2 separate regions of the Mus musculus genome follow, and region 2 is linked to region 1. Evidence: chromatin contacts called from public Hi-C data. All regions are on one chromosome and are shown on one strand. Each heading gives the region's core, a stretch centred on a gene start, on an enhancer-like site or on the middle of the called end of the contact. The rest is flanking DNA. Distances are from core to core; before and after follow the strand shown. Region 1 overlaps L3mbtl4 (L3MBTL4 histone methyl-lysine binding protein). Region 2 overlaps Tmem200c (transmembrane protein 200C).

Region 1 (7,289 bases), core at 3,290-5,789:
CAATTGCAGGGCTAGCTCACCACCATGGGCTGTGAGCCACCTTGACCATCATCGCTACCACTGATTTAAGACATTTGTCATTTAAATTTTTTATTCTACAGTTTAAAATCTAGTTAGATATTTAAATGCAGAAGATTATCAACTGAGTATTTTCTGTATGGCTAGCAAATGTTCCCAGACACCAAAATTTGAAACCATGCTTGAAATTTTTTAAAAAGAACTCGTGATGCCATTAGGCTGAAGGTTGTACAATAAAGGCAAGTATCATGAAGCCATGTAGCTAACCATCTGACTAGGTTTCCCCTTCAACAACATACAGAAATGTTTGAAGAGGAGAAAATGATGTAGTTTAGCGAAACATGAGACGGCTGTCAAAAAAGGCAAGGCTCAGACATGGGCTGGCAGAAGTGGCCAAGAGCTTTGAAGACTATGAAGCAAATACAGCACTCAGAGCAAACAGGCCTGCTGGGTTTCACTTCATGGAAACACACTGGGACTGAACCACCTGTCCTAGTCAGGGTTTCGATTCCTGCACAAACGTCATAACCAAGAAGCAAGTTGGGGAGGAAAGGATTTATTCAGCGTACATTTCCTCATTGCTGTTTATCACCAAAGGAAGTCAGGACAGGAACTCACATAGGGTAGGAACCTGGAGGCAGAAACTGATGCAGAAGCCATGGAGGGTTGCTGTTTACTAAATGTTTCCCTTGACTTGCTCAGCTTGCTTTCTTATAGAACTCAGGACCACCAGGGCAGGGATGGCGCCCCCCACAATGGGCCCTCCTGGCCTTGATCACTAATTGAGAAAATGCCTTACAGCTGGATCTCATGGAGGCCTTTTCTTAAGGGAGGCTCCTTTTTTTCTGTGATAATTCCAGCTTGTGTCAGGTTGACACACAAAACCAGCCAGTATACGACCTATGAACAGAGAGGCTGAGAGTTCTGATCCATTTATGTAGCCTGTCAACACAAAGCTTTGGCTCCCAGCTTAAACTTTGACCTGTGCACTTTACTATTTATGTTAGAATTCTTAAATGTTGCAGTGGTTTGGGCAGAAGGTATGAGAACCTTGACGTGCACAGAGCAGGGATGGGAACCAGAGGATGGGCCAGATCTGCTCTTTTATCAGGAGGTGAGAGGGCATTGCCTGACAACTGGTAGCTGGCCAAGGAACTGGCCAGCAACAAGGTATTACCTGACATTGAGGCTCCAGGCCTGAGAGGCCCAGATTTTTCCTATTGTGACAATTTGTTCTTTTTATAGAGTGTGCATTTTACCTACTGAAGCTGTCAAAGACCCTGAATAGCCCCCACACACACACACTATTGTGGCTATTCTCCAGTTCTAACCCTTCTTGTACCTATTTCAGTGTTCTTCTGAAAGCCACAGAATGAATCAGTATTGATAAAGTGTGCTTGCTGCAAGATACCAAAAGACTGGGATGTGTTCATCTCAGCTTCCTGCCTCTTCTTCAGCAAGTTTCATGTTTTTTTACCTACACTTACAGAGGTGCTCGATCAAGAGTGCCAGAATTCACCTTCCCCGCCCAGGACTTAGGAGAATTTTTAAATCTCACTTTTCTAATATTATTATATATTAGTTAGAATCTAAAAAGCCTATGTATTATTTTGCTTTGAGTCAAATCTTGGTTTGTATTTAGCCTTACAGGTACAGACAGATTCCCCTAATTTTTTTTGTCTGATTTTTCTCCTGTTTTAATCACAAAGAAAATGAAGAACTCAAAAAAAAATCAAAAACAAAAACCAAAAACAAAAACAAAAAACCCTATACCCAATACACACAGAGAAAATCCTCATGCACAAAAATGACTTTTTCTACTCTTGTTCAGACTACGCTTTTTACAGTTGTTTCTGATGGTAACATGACCACAGCAGCCTTGATGTCTTCAGGGACTCCAGGAATCCACCAAGATATTTAGATGACTATAAGTGTTTCAGTAAAAAAAAAAAAATCACCAATATCATTTATTAGATATCCAAAGGTCTATGACACACAGACAAACATACAGAACAGATAAGAGCCACATGGGTGCCCTTAAAGAGGATGTCATTATTCTATTTAGGGACTATAAGATATATCTGGGAGATAAAAAAGACGAGCCCAGCCTTCACAGTTGCTGGATGGCTCTGATTTCTGCTCTCTCAAAGTGATGTCATCTTTGCCAACTCCTGCTCAGACAAGTAGTGGATGGTGACTTATGTAACATATCAGTGCTGGCTCCCAAGCCTCAGTTAAGGTGGCCAACTGATTGCATCGTCTTAAGCTTTTATACTAGAGGCTCTCTCTGTTATTTCAACCACTTCCCAGAGATACATTCTGAACTCCCAATCTCAAGTTGCCACCAAGAATATACCAAGAGGCGTTCCTTAATAGACAACATGGAACTTGGGAGTCAGCTAAAGTATAATTCAATACGTTAATACAACTCTGAATGGCCTTCTGAGGATTCATCCTGCTAAAATCTCAGGTACAGAAGCCTCATTTCCACAGAAGTTTGTATATACAACCAACATTTAACTATGTATCCTACCTAATGAATGAACTAGAGACTCAGAAACAGATGAACAAACGAAGAACACGTTTCAGAACAAGTAATGGCCAGCTGGCTCTGTGCTATCTGAGCTCACAAAGGAAAGGAATCCTGATAGCACATACCACGGCCTGCATCCAGAGAATATTTTGAATAACTTCTGTGATGAATTCACCATTCCTGAAATGGATTCCAAGCACCTTTTGCTCTGGTGCCTAAAACAATAAATCCACATCTGTTGCACAAGTTGACTTAACTGAGGCAGGTGGAGGGCAAGGGTATGAGGGGTATTGCTAATATACATTTCCTACAGCTACAGGGCAGAGTATCTACCCTTGATTCTAAATGGTGGATTTTTTTTGGTTGGTTGGTTGGTTTTTTTGCTGAATTTTCCTTCTTCTGAAGAGCTTGACACTCAGCTTCCAGCTAGTGGTATAGATAAGACACTGTTGCAGGAGCTTTGAGCCTCTTCTAGGAACAAAAGTGCAGCCCTGGGTGGGTGGCTGGGTGGGTCTAACCTTCACATCAGCTATTTCAAAGCAGCCGTGTGACTTTGACTCTTACAATTTCAAAGAAGGGAATTCTAGGTATAGAAAAGTAACTGAGCCATGAGATCAGGGCACCTCCTTGAGTTTGCACAAAAACCAAAAGCTGTGGGGATTATGAGAAATGGACGTTAGTTGGGGATCTCTCTGAGGTTTAGGTCCTTTGCAACTGATCAGCCTGGAGATGTCACACTATAGAAAAGCACTCTATTTTTAAACCTGCTCCATTTGATTTAAATATCAATGAAACAATTGAATACAGTGAATAGAACAATATCAATTCTTTCCTTTGGGGAAAACTGCTAGCCATCAGTACATTCATCTCAAGACTGGGACTTAGAAAATACATACAGAACAAACATCTAAAAACAGGCAAAGGGGCAAAGGCTGTGGCCAAACACAAGGATGAACTGAAATGCTGATTTCTTCCAGGTATCTTGAAGATCGGGTAGTTCTCAGCACTATGTATGACTGTTAAGAGAGCAAGACATGGTCACCATGTGGCTTACGATATTTAATATGGTGCCCAAGAAGGACCTATATTAAGAGTCTGGTGGTATTTAGAGGAACTATCAAATTGTTGGGCAGAATGTTCAAAATGCAAAAGCTTGACATCACATGGAACCATTTTAGATGGGAAAGTTCTCAGAATCTCAAGTAGTTTTGGGAACTTTAACAAGAACATCATTCTACACCTACAGAAGTAACTATGAACGCAGACTTTTACAGAACTAAATACATACGCAGACTTTATTTTAAACACCACACACACACACACACACACACACACACCCCTACATTTTCAGGTTCCATTTCACAAATGGAGATATTTTGTAAAATTAGATTTTAAAAGTATAGTTAGCACCCAGTAAAGATGTCGAATTCTGTCTGATAGAGGCTATCCACTCTGCTCTATTCGTGCTTCATTCATTCAAGGGTGAAGACTGAAAAACAGGAGTGTGAACAAACAGGGGTGAGCCAGAAGGTGCCCTGCTCAATGGGAGTCCTCAATGAATGTAACCCATTATCCCAGAGAAGACTGGAACTTTACTAACAACAAAGAATATTGATTTCTAGAATCATGTTATATTATAACAACGTTTCCGAGTGACAGCATGAGAAGAAGAGGGAGACAGTAGTGTGGAGGGCAGAGAGGGAAGAATGGAAGGTAAAATAGGAAGGGACATGGTGTGTTTCTGCCTGGTTTACAAAATAAAGACAGCAAGTAAAGAGGAACAAGTTCTGTTCTCAACATGAAGAAAACCCACATGTGGCCAGGTATAAATTTAGGAGAGGGAACTGGTGAGGGGAGAGAGCACGCAGGAGTGTGCAGGAGTCAGCAAGAAGGTGCTAGCAGAGTGAGGAAGGAAAGACTCATGTCAGGCACAGATCAGAGATGAGGACCAGAGCATCCTTAATGAACAGACCAGCCAGAAAAGAGACTTCAGCCAGACGTGACATCTGACCAGCCAGCGGGAGTCTAGGCAGATGGGTTTCTCATGAACAGTGTAACAGTGTGAATGAAGCAGGTTCAGAGCACCGGGAGACACCAACACTAAGAGGTTGAGAAGAAGGGGCTCAGAGCTAAAGGAAGTATAGGAAATCCTCACACTTAACAAGGTGAATGAAGCCTGTATCAGACACCACCAAAAGCCTCGAAAGATTATCCCACAGAATTAGGCCATTGTGTTTCCAGCTAAAGGTGAAAGGTCAAAGAGGTATGTCACAGAGCTGTCCCCATGAAGTGACTGAAGGGGAGCCAGAGAGGCTTGGTAAGTAGCACCTGAAAGAAAAAGGAGCAAAGAAGAGAGAGAGGGGAGGGAGGGAGGAAGAGAAGGAGGGAGGAAGAAAGAGAATCAGGGAGATGATGAAACTCAGCCAGTCTCCAAGGACTTTACAACTTCCGAGAGAGAGAGAGAGAGAGAGAGAGAGAGAGAGAGAGAGAGAGAGAATCCTTAGCAAAACAAACAAAATAGCTTCAAAATTAGGGCTCTAGAGATATCTCCATTAGCAAAGTACCACATGTCTGGAACCCCAGAGCTGGGACAGAGTTAACAAGCAGATTCCCAGGGCTTGCTGGACAGCCAGTCTAATTGAATAGAACTTCAGGTTCTGTGAAAGTTTTTGTCTTAAATAACCTGTGGACAGTAATTGAGGAAGACACCCAATGATATCCTCTAGGACCCAATGCCACATTCTAACCTCCACACACACATAAGCAAGAACACACACACACACAGGTACACACACATATACCAGTAGATCCTCCAGGTGCACATAAGAAGGAGCACACACAGACACACACACCAGGGGAACCTTCACATGTACATATGCAAGAGTACACAGAGGTGTACATGTACACACACAGACACACATGCATATACTACATGCACATAAGCAAGAGCACACATATGTACTCTCACACACATACTAAATGTACATACACAGGAGCGCACACAGGCACTCACACATATGTAGAGGTGGTTCTGATGCTAAGATCCTGTTCCCCAATTGGCACTTGATCTATCAGTAAAGAAGTCATGGGCTAATTGCTGGGTGGAAGGAATAGGCAGGACTTCCAAGTCCCAGCAGGCAAGCTAGCAGACACAGGGAAAAAGAAAAAGGAAATTTTCACCATGCTTCAGAGGGATAAGAGGTGACCAGCCACGTGAGATCTCTGGTGAAGTACCTAGGGAAGTGAAGACTTCACTACATCCTGTGGGATGCACAAAGGGAAGACAGACAGACTGCCTCCAGGAGCTGTGCAGAGTCAGCTTGGATATGAGATCGTGGGAGAGGAGAGGAACATAAGAAGGGTGGGTCAAGGTGTTGCTGACACAAGTAAAACCCAAGGCCAAGGGCAGCTGATGTCTTCAAGAGGGAATTAACCAAGGAGGCTCAATGTGTGTTTTGCCCTGGAATCCTGGGGTCATTTCTGCAGGTGATTTCTGCCAACAGTATGAGTAATTATAGACCATGGAACTAAGTTTGGGGTCAAAGAGATTTACAAATTCAAGAAATAAAAACAAGAGATCTGAAATTTCAAAAAGCTGGATGTGTGGAATTCAGGAGACATCTGTTCTTAAACATAGAACAGATTCAGAAGGGCCAGAAGAGCTGTTAAACTGGAAGACAGAGCATAGAGTGAACGATGAGCCAAAGCTCAGGGAGGAGATAGCTAGTGGGCAACAAGACCATTTCCATTACAGGATGGCCACAAAATGCTCTGAGTAACACAGTGTATATGCAGGAAAGGTCTGGGGAACCATAGTCATAAACAAATTAATGGCTTCTTGTAGAAACCATGGAAGAAGTCTCAGAACTAAGAGCTACTTTCTGAGGATCAAGAAGTATCCGCCCTCTTGATGATGGATCTAGAAGGAAAACTTAGACCAGGCAATGTCTGCCTGCCTGAGCCCATGGATTTGCCATGCCACCAACATGCAAGGCTTCATGGTCTTTATCCAGTAATGTGTGGTTCCTGAGGTGAAAGTAAACCTCCAGGGAGAAGCTGTGTGTTGTGTGTGAGAGGTGACAATGAGCTCACCAGGGGGCTGAAGACCCCAGTGAGAGAATGGCTCATGAGAAACCCAGGACACTGAAGCTTCTCAGGACAAATGTGGAGCCAGAGGGAGAAAATGGAACAACTGTTAGCCGTGCTGTGTCAGCCACAAAAGTTGTATGGGTACATCAGGTAAAGAGACCCAGGCCCTCTTCTGCAGAAGGGGTTCAATTATGGCCCATGAGACATGACATGGAAGTAGAGGGGAATCAGTGGCCCCATTGCAGTATTGGGTATTCAAGGGTGTTGAAAAGAACATCACAGATTGGAAACGTGGTGGAGTGTGAAGAGAAAGAAGTGCAAAGGAAGTGTGAAAGAAGGAAGTGAAGCCAGAATAAAAAGAGCAGGAACCACACAGCATAAACAGCAAAGGATTGGCAGGGTCAATGGGGAGTGCCAAAAATCGAGAGGGCACGCTCATACTCCTGAAGGAGGGAGATGATGGCCAGATGGCCTGGGTACCAGTGAGGATCAGAGTGCAAGTTGACCATGGAGAGAAAAGAGCCATGAACCACTGAGGATCTTATACCATTTGTTCTTTCATTAGCAGGGGTTGCAAAGGTCAGGACCATCCTGGTGAGTGCTCAAGCCAGGGGCACAAACAGCCTAGGGGCAGCACTGGAGAGACCTG
Region 2 (7,289 bases), core at 1,707-4,206, 410 kb before region 1:
TTTTTTTTTTTTTTTTTTTTTTTGGTTAACTTTTAAATAACATACTCTCTAACAGTAGAATGAATGAAGATACAATGATGGGGGAGGGGTGTTGTACTTGTTTGTCTCTCTCATCTGTTAGAAACTCACTTTTGCTTTATAGAAAAGCTCAATAAATTAATCCAGAGACTCAAGTTATTAGCTTAGTGTGTATAGTTTGAGGAAACATTAGGTCCATTTAAATTTCATTACAGAAAGTTATATGGAAGTTTATGGAGCATATCTTTTGCTAAGTTGTGTGTACAAATATAAGATTGTATCCAGCATAAACCCAATACCCTGAATTTAAGTTAAGCTCTTAGAGCTGAAGGGGATCACAAAGATTACATCGTTCACCAGAGGCCCAAAAGGATTAAGAGATTTGTCTGTGTTTCTGCAGATAATGAATAACCACCCCAGATTGCAGAAGCCCCTGGGTGGGGCCTGGCCTTCTGCTGCAGCGGGCAGAAGATACATCACAAGGGTAGACATAATGACAATAGCCCCTGGGATAAATTGTATCTCTTCAGAAATTCCACTAGAGACTGTGCTCTAAGCCTGGCTTCTGCTCTCCCTCTCAGCTGTGTAGTAGCTTCCTTTAGAGCTTTGTGGCTCTTGTTAACCTCATCTTACAGATCTGAGGGCAGAGGTCTGTTTGTCTGCCCTTAAGAGTTCCACAGCTAGCAAATGCCATGAGATCCTTCTATCCCAAATCCATGTACCTTCTGCAGCATGGCGCGAGGAGCCATACGAGCACATCTGTCACCAGGTTTTCTTTAAAAGCAGTGGTTATGTCTTAGGCCATGAAGTCGCAGGTCACACTCCAAAGAAGAAGGAGCAGTACTGTAAATTGTTTTGTTTTCTGGCCTTGAAAACTGGCTAGCTGACAGATTGTGAACTATTTCAGAATTATTATAGCATGACTGTGTGGCTTATGTCAGCCAGAGATGCAGGAACATGGACCCCAAATCAAAATCAAATAGAGAAACATTCATGGGTGGGAAGGGAGTTTTTAAGCCTGGCATCCCTGTAATTTAAACTTCAGGTTAACTACAAGTATTATAGAAAAAAATATACTACTTATTCAAAGAAATACACAGGGGTCACATGCTTGCCTCTGTCTTCAAGTTAAAAACATACTGGAAATGGGTTGGCTGGCTCACTCACACCTTCACAGACGACCCTCTGTCACTCTGGGAGAAGGTGACTACAGTCTGAACAGGCAAATATTATATTTTGGATTTAGGAGAGAAATTGTTAGGGGCTTCCTGTGCTCTAGAACCACGAGAGCTCAAGCAAAATGAGGCGATATTATGTTTAACTGTTTGGGAACTTTTTATTAAAAAAAGACTTTAAATATTAATGTTATTTTCCATACAAGTGTGATAATACTCAGTAATGCATGGTGTACTTGGTCTTGTGAGTTTAAGAATGTCACAATCCAGTGTAGTTGCTGGCGCCCTCTGGTCTTCACATACCCTGGTAGCAAAATTCAAATATCCCTTTTAAAAAATAGAATCCTTTGGACAGCTGTAGATAAGCGTGGGGTGAGGCAAGGGGGCCCTCGTTCCCGAATACTCATGCTTTGGGGCTTTGACTCCACCTAGAAAGTTCAATTCTAAGAGAATTGACACAAACTCTTCTAGACTCTGCAAGAGGGCAGAAATAAAAAGCTTGTTATTCCTTTACAAGCAGCTACGGATGAAGTCAGCAGCAGAGTCCAGGAGCGAGGGAAGCTGGGCGGGGCTGGACAAAGAAAAATAGGAGTAAAGTACAGAGTTACTGTCAAAAATATATTATTTTGATCCTAAGAAAATTAAGAGAGTTTCATCTAATGAACTAGATTGTGATCTTTTAATACATTTGGTTTTCATCGAACGTACAATCACCATCGGACGTAAAAAGACGACTTTGTTTCTTTAAAAAAAATTGCTTGAGTTATCTACAGGAAGCTTGTGAACGTAATTCAAGGATAATATTCTGCAGCTCTTTGGATATTGAATGGTTTCCTCGGACCTGTCCACAGGGGAATCGGGGTAGGGTGGGTGGGTGGGGCTTTTAATGCAGAGTCCAGTGGGACTCTACCAGCGTGTCTCCTTTCCCTGTCCCGCCCTCCCTAGTTGGAAGACTTTTTCAATTCGGGGTCTTCTACTCCTGGGGTGTGAGACCTGGAAATGAGGAAGAGTTTCTCCTTGTTTGTAAACTGCCTCTGCACAGACAGAGGCTCCGCCCTAGTTGGCCCTGGACTGGGACCCTCGGGGGAGCTGTGCTCAGTACTGGGATCTGTAACATCCTCACAGTCTAGCCTTTTCTTGGCCACCACATCCACGACCGACTCTACAGAGGTGTCAGCCTCCCTCAGGGGGGTGTAGCCCTTATTGCTGCTGGACTGGTCATCCGACTGAGAACTGTGGGAATCCCGCCGGACGCGGGGCGAGTCCTCCTCGGGGCGCAGAGGGAGCGAGGGCGTGGCGGCTGTAGCAGAGGGGCCTGAGTCCAGGTTCTCTGCGCTCGAGGAGGGTGGGGGCTCGGGCGACGGTGGAGCCCGATAGTCCGGGAGCCCACTGGTGCTGCGGCGCCGCCAGGCCGCGTACCTGCGGGTCCTGGGCAAGCGGCCGCCCTGCCCCCTGGCGGTGCGTGCTGTCTTCGCGCCCTCGGGCTCCCCGGGCTCGCAGGAAGCCCAGCGCGCTCCTCCCTCGGCTCCCCGGAGGTCGGTCAGGCTCAGGTCCAGTTCTCCCCTGGGGAGATCCCGGGAGCCGCGTTCCCCGGGAGGTCTATGCCAGCTGCAGCTTGCGCCCTCCGAGTCCCCGTCTCTGTCCCGATCCCCTTGCAAGGGCAACAGGGCGAAGGCGCTCAGCGAGGAGCCCACGAGGGAGCTGGTGGTGCTCTGGCGCCCCCAACTCCCGGTTGGGCTGCAGGGCGCCGGGCTGCTGCCGCCGCTGGCAGCCGCGGTGACAGTGGCAGTGGCCGCAGCCACCGCGGCAACTGTGGTCCGGCGATGGCCAGCCCTACTGGAGCGCTCGCGGTAGATGCTGTACACGGCCTCTGTCAGACTTGGGGGCTCCCGTGGACAGCGCGGAGATGAAGCCAGGTCCGGCGGGGACCCTGCCTCCTGAGTCTCACCGCTGCCTCCGTCCAGCCCAGTGGGGTGGGGCCATGAACCCCTGGCCAGCATTGCAGCAGCCCCAAAGGCGTCCGCAGAGCCCGCGCAGCTGCCTGGCTTCAGCTCCAGGCCTCGAGATTGCACGTAGCTGAGAAAGCCATTGAGCGGCGCTGCCCCGTGGGACGCGGAGCCGGGGGCAGCCGCGGAGGAGGAAGCCGCAGCCGCGGCGGCCGCAGCAGCAGCTGCTGCCAGATCTTTGGCGCGGAGACTGTGCACGTCGATGACAGTGGAATAGAGGTCCCGCAGGTTGATGATCTTAGTTTTTTTGTCCCTGTTCTCATGGAGCACCGCGTTGGCGCAAATGAAGAGGAAGATGCCTATACCCATGATGAGGGGCCCGAAGACCTTTAGCTTGTCTGAGTGCAAGTAGCCTGAGAAGATTCGGAAGAAGAAGCCCACCGACGTGGAGGAGGAAGAGGAAGAGGAAGAGGAAGAGGAAGAGGAGGTGGCTGCAGATCTTGCAGGAGGCGGACTCCAGGGCCCGCCCACAGAACTGGAGTTGGCACCCCCTGGGGTCCCAGAGTGGCTCTTGGCTGGGTTTTTGTTGCCATTGCTGCTGTTGCTGATGGCCCCAATGCGATGGCTACTGCCCACAGGCAGTAACTGCTTGCTCCCACCTCTGTTGGCGGCGTTGGCTTTTGGCCAGTAGCCCACCACGGCCATGGCTATGCCCACCAATAGCACTAGGATCCCACAAAGGGCAATGAGCCCCGAGATGGAGCACAGCTTCAGTTTGCCTTTCACCACCACCACGTCGTTTTTACGCCTCTTCTTGGCTTTCCTCTTGCGCTTAGGGACCTGGCTGGGGGGCCGGAGAGGATCCTGCTTTCTCGCAGATATTCTCAGTAGGCCACCGGTGGCGATCATGGTGAACTGGTGGAATGCAAGGCTAGCCCGTAGGGCTGCTGCGGCTGAAGCTTGTGTGGGGGGAGCGCCAGCTGCCCACTAGCTGCTTGGTCACCTCCTCCTGCGCAAAGTAGAGGAACACAGTCAGAGGGTGCTGGGCTTGGCTGCCGGAAACCGCCCACGTGCCAGGATTGCCCCTGCCCCTGGATGGAACTCCAGGTGTGTCTCCACCCCCACCCCAAAGCTGTGTACACAAATCAAAGACCAGTTTGTGCGATGGAAAGAAACGGTGGTTTGAACCAGTTTGAGAAAAACTTTCCTCTCTCCCCATCCCATCCCCCACATGTTCCAAGACCCTCTATCTGAAAGCTTCCTGGCTGGCAGCCAGTGGGAGCCCTGACATACTTGTAAATCCTGTGGATGTGGAGACTCAAAAGTAATGTTTGAGGACTTTCTTGGTCAGAGCCTTTCCCCATACCCTACCCCTGCCTCTCACTGCAATGGAAAAGTTTCCCAAAGCAGGGGCCTCTGGTGTACCAGGCCTCTGAGCCAGGACATTTGCCCAAGTGGGGCCCAAAGTCACCAAACAGTTCTTGAAAGTTACTACTGTATAAAAAGAAAGGAATTTAGTTCCCAGGATGAGAGCGAAACGCCACACACGCACGGACAGGGTGGCTGACTTCAGATGACTGACACTGTTCATCGCCCAGAAAATCTAAGAGATATTACTTCAATACCAGCAACAGATCTTTCCACAAAGTTGCCTCGCGGCTACTCAAATCCTGGACCACTAGGCACGCAGGGGCTTCTCCCGATCCTCTCATCTCAACTTTGCAACATCTGGACAGCTTCTTGGTATGGAATATTTCCTTTTAGGTAATTGTTATGTAACCCAGCTCTTCCTCTGGCTTTCTCTCCTCCCCTGGAGGAACTCCCTTTAAAGGTATCTTGTGCTAGATTTCATCAGGGGATATGAGAAGTCCTCTGGACTCTCCCCAAGAAAGACCTTTCTCTTGTGTGGGAAAATGACAATATTAGAAAATTCGACCACAGTAGCTTTCTGACCCTTGATTAATATACCAACAGTATTCTACAGAACCCAAGTATTCAAATGAATAGGCAATTACCTAGGTAAAGCAGTCCTCATAATGATGATTTATAGGAAGGCATTTCCACAAAGAAAAGCTGTTTTCTCCATCCTTTCTCAGGAGGTCATTTTAGGGGTGGGGGTGAGGGGTGGGGTGAGAGAGAGGAGGCAGCAACCATGGCTTAGCTCTGGGGAGCTCTTTGGGTTGTTGACTATACAGTTTAAGCAGGAATAAGAACTGATGCCCATATGTGGTTATCTATCAAATGTTAAAAGTCCAGTCCTGCTGGGTCTTCAGAGTGCATTCTCTATGTTCCCTTCTATAACAGAGATGCTAAAAATTAAGGGCATTATGTTGCTCTTAAAGATGACCATCACAGGCCTTTGGACACACACACACACACACACACACACACACACTTTGCAAGGCAGTCCATGTAGTAGAATAGATTTGAAAATGTAAGTTATTTGGGTAGAATTTCGCTTTTAATTGGTGCTTAAGTGAGGAGCTATGACCCTTGATTCCTTCTGGTATATCAATCTGGTTATGATCTTTTCTCCACATGGGCAAGCAAATGGCAGTCAGGTTTTTTATTGTTTGCAAAGAACAATATCTCTTTGGAACTTGGTTGGAATTCAGTAAAGAAATCCTAAATGTTTTAGGGAGGTGTCAACAGTGAGACCACATCTGCAAACCTTTAAAATCTGGTTTTTAAAAGGTCCTCTACCAGTAAGTATAAACACCAAATATACCGGAGAAGTATATTTGGAGATACAGGAGAGTACGTACAAATACACAGGAGAGTAAGTATAAACACCAAATATACTCGCCCCACATGTTTATACTTATTGTATGTCGCAACATAAAATTTGCTGCTTTAGTTGAACTGTAGGCTCCAGGTCTTTAATAGTCTTGAAGTCTAGATTGGCTTCAAGAGACTTTAAGGTCTAGGCATTTTAGAAACAAAGCCAGCTTCAGCAGCCAGGGTGGCTCTCTGAAGAGAGATGCCCCCCGGGAGCTGGATGTCATGAAAGAGGCACCTTTCTGCATTCCTCTTCTGCAAGCCAGCTTTACATCCAGCAGAATATAAGAAAAGTTGGAATAGATTTTAACAAGGTTTACAGAAGATGTTTAAAATTAGTTTAATAGCTTCTAATTATTCCCTAGTTTATTATTCTTCCAGCTCTCTTGAAAGACGAACTCCTTTTCAGCATATCACGATCTGACACAGAATACTGACAGAGGTCAGGTGACACAGAAAAGCCCCCCCCCCCCAAGCTTTCCTTAGACCAAAGGAAGGAAAACAAACTTAGCAGTGGATCTGTCTGCCTTTGCAACTGGCTGCCTGGCGCGAGTCCTGCCTTGGTTAAGGAATGGAGGATGGGGAAATCAAATGAGGGATGTCTAAAAATACAACTGCTTCCAAGAGAGAGAATCAAGTTCTCTGCTCATGATGGATAGAACCCAGCATCAAAGACTTAGGGCCCCAGATTGTGAGCGATGCTGTGCCCTGCACCCAACCCAGGTCCTCGACCCCCGGCCCCTGGCCCTCAGGGCCGCGAGTCTCTTGCCCTTGCTTTGGTCTAGTCACATGAGTGCAGCAGCTACGAGTCCGCCTCAAGTGAAGTGAAGGCAATCCCCAACTCGCCTTTTCTGGGCAGCGCAGTCCTGGTAGCACGCCCAGGAGAACACCTGACTCAGAACACCGGCCAAGGGGCCTGGGCTCGGGGACAGGAGGGCTAGTGAAGGGCGCTCGGAGGCCGGGGATTGACAGAAATGCTCAAAATGGAGGCACTCTAAGCAAACAATAATCGCTCACTTACCCAGGGAGACCGGGGCAGCTCGGGAGACACAAAGAACCATGGAGAAACTTTTCAGCCCGAGCCGACGGCGGAGCGCAGGGACAGCGCCCCGGAGCCCCGGGAGCGAGAGCGGCTGGACAGCCCGGTGGGGACGAACCTGCGCCAGGGGCTCGCAGTCCCCTCAGGCGCGGTGGCGGAAGCCATTTCCAAGAGTTTCCAAGAAGTGTCAGGTCCTCCGCATCCCGCGCGCCGCCTGGAGCCCTTCTTCCCTCGGGCGCGCCTTCCCTGTTGCCACGGTCCCCTCCCGCTGCGCACACTGCCGACCCTGCGGCCGCGCGCTCTCCAGCCCTGCGCCTCTTTTGTGTGGCTGCG

What was found. Hi-C and Micro-C count contacts between places; a contact is called where the count stands out from the background.
Region 2: a Hi-C map of cerebellum shows a contact between it and region 1, with 2.0 times the contacts expected there. The contact joins two enhancer-like sites. A contact is called at or near these places in 6 of 484 Hi-C or Micro-C datasets (cerebellar granule neurons, cerebellum, cerebral cortex and 1 more) and 7 of 115 datasets of contacts at active chromatin or transcription factors (SST interneurons, astrocytes, embryonic forebrain and 4 more).

What each region holds. Positions count from the first base shown.
Region 1 is chr17:68,431,046-68,438,334 of GRCm38.p6, reverse strand. The region is part of intron 5 of L3mbtl4 (L3MBTL4 histone methyl-lysine binding protein); the gene reads right to left. Among named protein-coding and RNA genes, the nearest start is that of L3mbtl4, 160 kb to the right of the region's middle. Within about 2 kb of position 4,539, at least 1 of the 459 cell types and tissues checked has an H3K27ac peak or open chromatin away from gene starts, as enhancers often do. A contact at or near this core is called in cerebellum, where this site is marked.
Region 2 is chr17:68,837,183-68,844,471 of GRCm38.p6, reverse strand. Tmem200c (transmembrane protein 200C) reads right to left here. Exons shown (of 2, transcript NM_001206661.1): 1 at 6,939-7,289; 2 at 1,334-4,148. The coding sequence starts at 4,048. The coding sequence ends at 2,135. Among named protein-coding and RNA genes, the nearest start is that of Tmem200c, 3.7 kb to the right of the region's middle. Within about 2 kb of position 2,956, at least 84 of the 459 cell types and tissues checked have an H3K27ac peak or open chromatin away from gene starts, as enhancers often do. A contact at or near this core is called in cerebellum, where this site is marked.